Regions from separate parts of the Mus musculus genome. Here region 1 is linked to region 2. A link is a contact called in public HiChIP or PLAC-seq data. All regions are on one chromosome and are shown on one strand. Each heading gives the region's core, a stretch centred on a gene start, on an enhancer-like site or on the middle of the called end of the contact. The rest is flanking DNA. Distances are from core to core; before and after follow the strand shown. Region 1 overlaps Gucd1 (guanylyl cyclase domain containing 1). Region 2 holds the start of Rsph14 (radial spoke head homolog 14 (Chlamydomonas)).

Region 1 (4,801 bases), core at 562-3,061, 470 kb after region 2:
AGATTTCAGGAAAGGAAATCCACTCTATTAAAAAGCATGAACATTCCGGCACCCTGAAGAGCTAGGTTTATGGGACTTATTTGCAAGATAATCTTTTAAAGAACCGAGGTTGTTAGATTCTGTGTGAATGGCTAAATACATGCCTGTGAAACCAGGATCCCCAAGCATGGATAGAAGACCAGGTCTGATATCTCTCTCCCAATCTAGACTGCCAACATCACAGGATCCCGGGATTTCCAGTAAACCGTTCTACGTTGAGAAAGTCAAACACATTTTTCGGTTGATTTTTTGAGGAAGCCACTCTAGTATTCAACAGTGCCAGATGCTTACAGGTGGTAGGAAGTGTGGGTACCGTGGTTGTTAGCCACTGTTGGGTGACTTCTGTGACAACAGAGGTCACTGCTGGCAGACTACAAATGGCTCAGAAAGCCAAAGTTAGATGGCGAATCTGTTCAGTAGCCCTTGTGGCTCCACCAGAGCTGGCTGATCAAATTGGAATCCAATAATATGGAAAAGTGTCAATAGTGGTCAGAGACCGTGACTACACCCTCTTTGCTTTGTAATCTCCATCATCACCAAAAGAAGAGGGCCAGTCCTCCCATGGATTCTGCATATGGGAAGGATCATATATCTCAGGTGGACATTCTACTTGGTGCTTTTATATCCTCTATCCCACAAAACAGAACCCTTTGAGTGGGAGCCAAGAGTAACTGACTACATTGGAGAAGTTTTGGGCTGTGCTTTGTACAAGGTGAACTCTCTGCTTGTTTGAGAACTGGCTAATCACAAGCCTGGCCTACTGTGGCCATCTCTGATTGGCGGCTGTCATCCCTGGTACGTTCAGCTCACAAAACGGATGTATTGCCATGTTCAACACAGTGATAAATAGGATCTGGGTCATGCTGACTGGGTCAACAGCCTCATTCCAATTGGTTCAAAGGAAAATGGGTTCTTAGAATGGGCATTCTGTATTTATCCATCACAGCCACAGATTGCCCAATTCACAGACCCAAACAGAAGTGTCTGTAAATGCCAGTTGGGAGTGCTGGAGAGACGGCTCTGTGGTTAAGAACACTGGCTGCACTTCCAGAGGACCAGAGTTCGATTCCCTGCAACCACATGGCTGTTCACAACCATCTCTAACTCCAGTTTCAGGAAACATGACATTTCTATTCACCAGTCAGCAAGCACACAAATGGGGCACAGACATACACGGTAGACAAAACACCCATACATATAAAAAAAACTTTTTAAAAATTTTAAAGATAAAATAAAAATAAATTTAAATACCAGTTGAGGTTTTTTCTAAGTGGCAGACCTAACTGGGCCACTGGCAACAGCCTGAGACTCAGGGGAAGAGGAAGTCAATGAGGTCGAATACTATGTCCAGATTATCGGCAGATTCTGCCAGAGGGCAGTGACTCACCCACTTTCTGTTTGGTGTGGCAGCCTCTAAGTAAACAACCACAGCTGGTGGACACCAGCACAGTTTCAGCTTAGTCAAGCTATCTGTAAAGCAGCAGAAACTATGTTAAGGCCTCCTTGGAGCCTATGCCTTTAAGTATGGCTGTGTTCTCCCCAAAAAGGCTAGCTGCCCTTTTTTTTTTTTTCCATGTAAAGCTTAGATACCACCCGGCCCCAAATAGCTATGTGTGAATGGCCCACTTCCATTTTACTACCGAGGCTTTCAAGAATCCTTTTTAAGGCTGGCCTTTGAACTCACAACCCTCTTGCCTCAGCCTCAGTACTGAGACTACCAGCATGTGCCACCATAACCAGCTATGGACTTCATTTTAATTATTAACCAGGGCTGGAGAGTTGGCTCAGGAGTTAAGGGCATAAGTTGCTCTTCCAGAGGATTCAAGGCCAGCTCCCAGAACCCTTATGGTGGCTCACAACCATCTGGAACTCCTGTTCTAGAAAGTCTGAGGAGCCAGGCAAGGGTGGCGCACACCTTTAATCCCAGCACTCGGGAGGCAGAGGCAGGCAGATCTCTGAGTTCGAGGCCAGCCTGGTCTACAGAGTGAGTTCCAGGACAGCCAGGGCTACACAGAGAAACCCTGTCTTAAAGAAAGAAGGAAAAAAAAAAAAGAAGAAGAAGAAGAAAAAACAAAGTGTGATGCCCTCTTCTGCCTCTTTTTGAGTATGGCACGAATCCGATGTAGACATACGTGCCAGCAGAATCCTATACATAAAATAAAAATCTTTTTAAGAGGTATACAGCCAGCTTTGACAGATGACTAGCTGGTCACTGTGTCACAGACACAGTGAGTCCCACATGTTCTGAGGCACCTCTAGCTTCCCTCTGTCCGATGTCCCAATCAGCAAAATTAGCAACTACAGAGCCTTAACAGCTTTTTTAACAAGTGTTGGAAGCCGGGCGTGGTGGTACACGCCTTTAATCCCAGCACTAGGGAGGCAGAGGCAGGCAGATTTCTGAGTTCGAGGCCAGCCTGGTCTACAAAGTGAGTTCCAGGAAAGCCAGGGCTATACAGAGAAACCCTGTCTCAAAAAAACCAAAAAAAAAAAAAAAAAAAAAAAAAAAAAAAAAAAAAAAGTGTTGGGATTGCCAGACCCTCAGGGAGAGTGACTCGCAGTTTGCTAGACACTTTCAGTACAGGACAATGTTGTCTGAACATTGCTCAAAAGGTGCTAACTATAAAGAAGGCTGTATAAAGGATCCAACAGGACAATGAGGTGTGGTAGTCTAAGAAGGTTCCAGGTCTCTCTTTTTTTTTTTTTTCTTTTGCTGATGGGGTAGAATGGCTGGGGTGGGGTGGGTAGGTGGATGGATAGCTTGCCTATAACTTCTGTAAGGAAATGGATTGATGAATCTCTCACTCAGCCTGGAAAAACTGAATTTTGTCTGAGGGTATCTATCAGTCACCTCCTCTGAAGGTGTCAGAGTGTTATGTCAAAAGCCCAGGAGACCTGTTATCTGGCTGCAGGCTGGGGCAAAGGAAAACAGAAAGGTTCATGTCCCCCACTGTACCCCCTGGCTTTTTTCTTATAGACACACTATCTCCCTCAACTCAGCCAAGTGTCCCATCTTCTTCAAGAGCCGGTCTGAGTTCTGAAATGTGTAGGTGCTGTCTATCCTAGCCTTGTCCAGCATCAAGGCCTGGTTGAGGCCTCAAAGGCAGAAAATGAAATTCCAGTCCCAGCTAAAACTAGATACAGCATTCCAAGGACCTGGGTCCAAGCAGTCAAGCCAACAATTTGGGGAGACAGGAACTCTGCAGGCTAATAGGGCTTTCATGACGACAAGACAAAGGGTGCTACCACTGTACGGTGAGAATATTTATTGAGAATGGCTCATTACAAACAAAATATATTTGTGTATAAAATCCTCTGCTATGCAAAAGATCCCTTTCATCCTCCGGTGGCTAGAGTGATCAGAACCATCTAGAGTTTCCATGTGGCCTCAGAGCCTACACTGGGATGCACAGGAGCTGAGAAGTCTGAGTGTCACATGCTATGGTCAGTATCTGATGACAAGGCTTCCTCTAGCCCAATTCATGGCTCATGCAGTATAACACAGTGTGCCTCGTGCCCCGCCTCTGGCGGGTGATCTCGAAAGCAGCAGCTTTCTTGTTATTCTTCCAGACAAGTGGACCTGATAACTTATGACTTGCCCTGAGAAGCCATCATCTGGGTCCAGGGACTGAGCATGTTTTAAATGTCCTAGAGGATGAAGATGACTACCTTCTGTGGAGGCCACTTCCCACGAGCACTCCCGGGGATGTGTGCCACACCTCATCCCATCCACTCGCTATGAAGGCTTTACTTCTTCCTATCACTTAGTCTCACAGTTACACCAGAGGAGGACACCCATACCCATAGCTGCTATGTGTACTCCTGAGCTTAGATCCAGAGTTCCTTGGGGCCCTGACCACCCAGCGTTAAGGCAATGGAAATGAGACCAGACTGAAACCAATACTACTCTCTGAAACCCAGAGTAGAGGCCTAGCCGACAGCACCTCCTTCAGCTCAAGGCTTCGTCTAACATTGATGAGTAATATGGGTGACTGGACTTGACTGCCCTTGTAAACACAGACCACCTCTGTCCCCCAGACGACCATGAGGGGGCAGCTAGTGGTAGGGGAAGCAGCTACTGCCACATCATGCCTTGAGTACTAAAAGTCCGAGGCCCCTGGAGGACAGTGATGGTGAGAGGCCATTGGGGTACCCTTTGTTCTTCACCACGGAGAGCCCATGAGGAGTGGGCTCCCTGGTCTCTTTAGAAATGACCCATTCGCTTGTCTTTGGTGCAGCTTCAGCATGCAGACTGCTGGCCAGGCCAGAACAGCCATCTTGTTAAGAAAGAACTCGGACTGGCCTATGTGCCCCGTGTAAAGAAGGGTTAGTGGTTTCAAAGTACCTGTATCTATTCTGGTCTGACTCCCCACACATTGGAAACTGAAGTCTCGATCCCAAGAGCAAAACAACACACATTAACTAGCTCTAGTTGATGCTACCTGCTGTGCTGTGTGACTCGGGGACACTGCCTTTCTTCAAGACAGAAGACACCCAGTATTCTGTGCAAACACTCCTGGTGTGCACACCAGGGTGGGGGGGAAGCTGCCTGCTGTTTTAGGGGCACGGGCCCTCTAGCACCCATCCTCAAAAGGCTCTCAGAGTTAGAGCTTGCTGTGGGAAGCCAAGCTGGTATCAGGAGGCCTTGTGGACGCAAGGACTCTCTGGGGAGTCTCTTGTCAACTCCTTGTTCCTAAGACATTCTCTTCCGCTCCCATCCATTCGGCCCTGCCCACTCCTAAAAGCTTTCCATCCTACAGACTGT
Region 2 (4,885 bases), core at 1,078-3,577:
GGACCAAACCAACCTAGGACCTTTTGCTTGGTAGGCAAGTGCTCTACCACTGAGATAAATCCCCAATAAAATAGGAAAAGTCATATTTTCCTATTAGTTCCTCCTCTTGTAGTCAGTCAACCCTGGGGCTAAAAGAAAAAAAAATTGCCCTTGACATTTCTTTGATCTCAGGGGAGACATGAGGTCAGATTGGAAACCTGCCACATGCATGCAGAGGGTGCTGAGGTCAATTCTCAGCGCCCACATCGGGCAACTCACAACTACCTATGACTTCAGTTCTGGGGACCAGGTGCCCTCCTCGGATTCACAAGCACTTACCAACCTACAGACACATCCACATAATGAAAAAAAAAAGAAAGATACATTTCACAAACTAGTCACTGTGCCTTTGGATTGGCTAGATCTAGGGATGACAGATTTAGCATATAAAGATCCAGCTTAAATTTTTAAGGATTTACTTATATTATTTAAAATTATATCTAGGTGTGTGTGTGCAAGTGCACATGGAGGACAGAAGCCTCCGTTCTCTGGAGCTGGCGTTGCAGACGGTGTGTGCTCTCTGATGTCGGGTCTGGGATCTGAACTCAGGTCCTCTGGAAAAACAGCAGGTACTGTTGAGCACTGAGCCATCTCTCCAGCCCATCCTATTTAACGTATTGATTAAGCAACCTTAGATTCACACCCCTCCTGAACACTGAGTTTCAGACCTGTAAATTGAAAATGTGTCTTCTCTTGGGGGTAGCGCTGCACTTGGGGGCACGGCTGGCCTGAAATCCAGCTTAATAAGTAGCAGCTCTTACTCCTGATGCCATCTGATGTCTGAACTACATCAGCCCCTCCCTCCCCCCCCGCCCCCAGCCATGGTTACCGGGTGTGGGATGCTCTCACCTATGTTGATGGCCTCGTAGACATACTCAGGATCGTGCATGAGGTCACACAGAGCCACTAGGGCTTTCTGCCTTGTCAGGAGATCCCTTGACTGTAGCTCCTCATTAAGCTTGCTCAAGGCCCGGCAGCCATAAGCAATGGCGGCTTTTGTGGGGTCGATGTCAGGAGGCATATACATGGAGATGCGGGCATGAGCCATCTTTTCACACCTGCCAAAGGGCTTTGAAAATGAACCTCTGTAGAAACTGCTAATAAAAGAACAACAACAACAAACACACACAGAAGAAAAACTGTCATTATTACTATTATCAGGTAGAAGCTTATCCATCTCAGCCTCAAAACTGTCTGTGAAGACAAACAGGGTGGATACTTTCATCTGGATTTACTGATGAGCAAACAGGGGCTGACCAGATTTCTCAAGGTCACGGCACGGGTGTGGCCCAATGACAGAAGAAAATGCTTGGGATACTTGGTAGATTGGTTCCTTAGTCACAGTACCAAAGACGAGGGGGGGTTGCGGGGGGGGGGGGGATAGGCCAGCCAAGTAAAAACCAACATGTGTTCTCCTTTGATGCTCCTGCTTAGCTGGTGACAGCAATAATTTGTGACTGCCAGTTAGATAGATACTAAACTGCTTAAAAAGAGCTGTCCATGTAAGGAAATAGATTTTTGGCTAGGGAGTTGGTAAAGCTAGAAACTATCAAATAGATGCCCTGTTCCTTCCTGTTGGGGACATGCTTAGAACACTTTTGCAAGAAGGGTTAAAGAAGGATTTCTTGTCCCCCACACATACACTCTTTGAACAACCATAGGCAATGTGGCTTCAGGGTTAAGACTGGGATATAGTCCAGGTCCACGGGCTATCCTTGACAAGTCACTCCCTCTTCTATATGCATCATCTCTGCAGCTGAAGAGTTAGGTATTTCCTTTCTGCCCTTCCAGCACAGCCATATAACTGATACCCATGAGCCTGGCTGGACAGAACTTAGAATATATTGATTGTGGTTATTATCCTGATCACTATTGCAGAACCTGGCAGGACTCAAACTCTGAAGTTAAAAAACAACAACAACAACAACAACAACAACAAAAAAAAAAAAACCAACAAAAAAAAAAAAAAAAGAAAACAAAACAAAAAACCAAGGCAGGCCACCAGCCAAGACAAGGAGGAAAAGCCCCAGACTGGGAAGGTAACAGCCATCTCTAAAATGGGGTTCACTCCAGGGGATCTTAGTCTCTGGGACATGGGCTGCCCTCCTATAAATGGCACACACTACAGGAATCCTGCTACCAGCAGGAAAGGCGAGACCCAGGCTGTGAGGGCACCAGCCCCGTGTGAATGGAACTGGGTGGGTCAGGAAGCCCCCTATGCCCTGTGCCAGGCACCCACCTCACAGCTGCCTCACTTGCCTCAGTGCGTGAAGTCTCCTGGTGTCTGCCAGCCAGAGCGCTTGGCCCATTACCAGGCGACCTGGTTGCTAGGAGACTGCCAGCGTCTGCAGCTTCTCGGTCAATACTCTGGGGAGCCAAGGCGCAGGCGCAAAAAGACTAAGGCTAAGCCCAGTGAAGAAGGGAAAAACAACATAATTTTACAATGTTACTATGAAGAACAAAGACAAGTCTCCTTAGTGGTACAGATTTCCTGTGACCTTTGCATGCTTTGGGCCATCCGGGTGAAGGAGTAACTTTATACAGTTCAAGGCTAAGAATCTCAAGGAAATTCAGTTGCTCTCTCCGAGTCACGTAGACCTGACCCCAGAACTGCCCGGTCAGGGCCCATATTTCTGCAAGCTGATCCACCCAGTACATACTGGCTGAAGTGGTTTTCTAGGCCCCCAACACCACCTGCCTAACATCTCCTTTGGCTCCCCAAAGACTGTCTCCTCACCGAGTCTGGGTGGTGGTGCATGCCTTTATTACCGGCTACATGGGAGGTAGACACAGACAATATAGCAAGACCCCATTACACTCTCCATACACATAGGAGGGCCCCACCTAACCCCCCTCCCATATACATACAACATACCAAAACCCTGCCTAGTGTACTACACATGATATAGCAAGCCCTGACTAACTTCCCTAACATATACACATACGCCATATGGAGACTTTACATAAACCTGCATGTGCGCACATGCGTGCACGCGCACACACACACACCCTAAGACCTTGCACAAACTCAAACACACACAGAATGTAACAAGACATCTGTCTGACATCCCCCATAGACACAACTCAGTAAGAGCCGCCTAACCCCCTTAACATAGCAAGACCTTGCCTGTGTCTGTTTCATTTACTGCCTCTCTGTACCAAGCATATGCCAAGAAGCGTTTGATAAATGCAAAATGAATGACTTATGGGCTTGAGTTAAGAGTTACAATTTAAAAGCATTTTTTCTGCAATTCACACATTACCAAATGTATTAGTTACTCTTTCCTCGACGTGAGAGAATGCCTGGGAGAAGCAACTTACGTGAGAAAAGCTTTTAGTTTGGCTTGGAATTTCAGGAGGTCTGACCCACCGGTGCTTGGCAGACTATGGCAGTGGGAAAATATGAACTATGAACCAGGGATGGAGAGGAGAGGAGAGGAGAGGAGAGGAGAGGAGAGAGGATAGCTATTTCTAAGGACTTCCCCTCAGTGACTTGGCCCCTCCCACAGTCTGACGCTTCCACCATCGGGGGAGCAAGTATTCAAAGCATTGTAGTTTCCCTTGTTCTTAGTCGGGTCAAAGGTCACTAGGAGAGAGGTCACCCATTGGGCACATGAGACAGTTTTTTTGTTAGTATGACGAAAAACCAGACAAAAGGCAAATTGAGGGGAGAAGGATTTATTTCAGCTCACATATTGAGGGTATGGTCCATCATGGCAGCAAGGCAGGACAGCAGAAGTGACTCTGAGATCTGACACTTCACCTTCTGGTAACCCGATGGAACTAGGCGCAGGTAAAGGCGAACGCTGGGGCCCAACTGGTGCTCAACTTATATTCAGGGTAAGTACTTCTCAGTTAAAGCTCTCTGGAAACATCCTTACAGACACTCGCAGAGGTGTTCACCTGAGGGTAACTCTAAATCCTGCCAACAGTGATGCTCAAATATGGCAGACTGAATAATAGTTTCCCATCAGTTGGACCTTCCAGCAGTGTCGGCCCTATTTCCCATGCTGCACTGCTGGCGTTTCTCTTTCTCTTCCGGTCCCAGGTGCCGCGAGCGCTGCAGGTTACCGTGCAGACATGGCCAGGTCCAAGAACCATAGAACCAGTCCCAAAAATGGCTCAGAAATGGCGTCAAGAAGCACACACCTTTAATCCCAGCACTTGGGAGGCAGACGCAGGCAGATTTCTGAGTTCGAGGCCAGCCTGGTCTACAAAGTGAGTTCCAGGACAGCCAGGGCTACACAGAGAAACCCTGTCTTGAAAAACAACAACAACAAAAAAAAAAAAGAAAAGAAAAAAGAAAAAAAAAAAGGAAAGGAAAGGAAAGGAAAGGAAAGGAAAGAAACCCCAGCAGTCACAAAGATACGAATCTTTTAAGGGATTTGACTGCAAGTTCCTAAGGAACATGTGCTTTGCCAAGAAGCACAACAAGAAAGGCCTGAAGAAGATGCAGGCCAACAATGCAAAGGCAGTGAGTGCGCGTGCAGAGGCCATCGAGGCCCTGGTGAAGCCTCAGGCCATCAAGCCCAAGATGCCAAAGGGCCCCAGCCGCAGAGTCAGCCGTCTGCCTTTCATCGCTCACCCCAAGCTTGGGAAGTGGATTCGAAGCTACATGGCCAAGGGGCATAGGCTCTGCCAACCAAAGCCCGAGGTTCAAACAAGGCAGAGGCCAAAGCTCCAGCTAAGGTCCAGCTTCAGCTCCAGCTCAGGCTCCCAGAGGGGCCCAGGCCCCTGAGACGGCCCCATAGAAAAAGGCTCCTGCCAGTGTGAAGACAGATGGACTGCTGGGACACACCCACCTACCTACACACTATTTGCAGATGACCAGTGTCTTGGGCTTTTT

The links. HiChIP or PLAC-seq counts read pairs in DNA pulled down with a chosen protein or histone mark.
Region 1: a contact with region 2 is called in a FOXA1 HiChIP or PLAC-seq map of pancreatic cancer cells. The contact joins the enhancer-like site here to the promoter of Rsph14 in region 2. A contact is called at or near these places in 4 of 39 promoter capture datasets (the C10 cell line, cranial neural crest and pre-B cells), 3 of 115 datasets of contacts at active chromatin or transcription factors (extraembryonic endoderm stem cells, large pre-B cells and pancreatic cancer cells) and 3 of 9 other capture datasets (adipose tissue, embryonic stem cells and liver).

What each region holds. Positions count from the first base shown.
Region 1 is chr10:75,503,535-75,508,335 of GRCm38.p6, forward strand. Gucd1 (guanylyl cyclase domain containing 1) reads right to left here. Exons shown (of 6, transcript NM_175133.2): 6 at 3,280-4,801. Among named protein-coding and RNA genes, the nearest start is that of Gucd1, 11 kb to the right of the region's middle. Within about 2 kb of position 1,812, at least 102 of the 459 cell types and tissues checked have an H3K27ac peak or open chromatin away from gene starts, as enhancers often do. A contact at or near this core is called in adipose tissue, liver and pancreatic cancer cells, where this site is marked.
Region 2 is chr10:75,030,226-75,035,110 of GRCm38.p6, forward strand. Rsph14 (radial spoke head homolog 14 (Chlamydomonas)) reads right to left here and starts at 2,328. Exons shown (of 7, transcript NM_001163535.1): 1 at 2,279-2,328; 2 at 889-1,133. The coding sequence starts at 1,087. It overlaps Gm40692 (a long non-coding RNA gene), which reads left to right. Exons shown (of 4, transcript XR_003948909.1): 3 at 484-608; 4 at 4,088-4,253.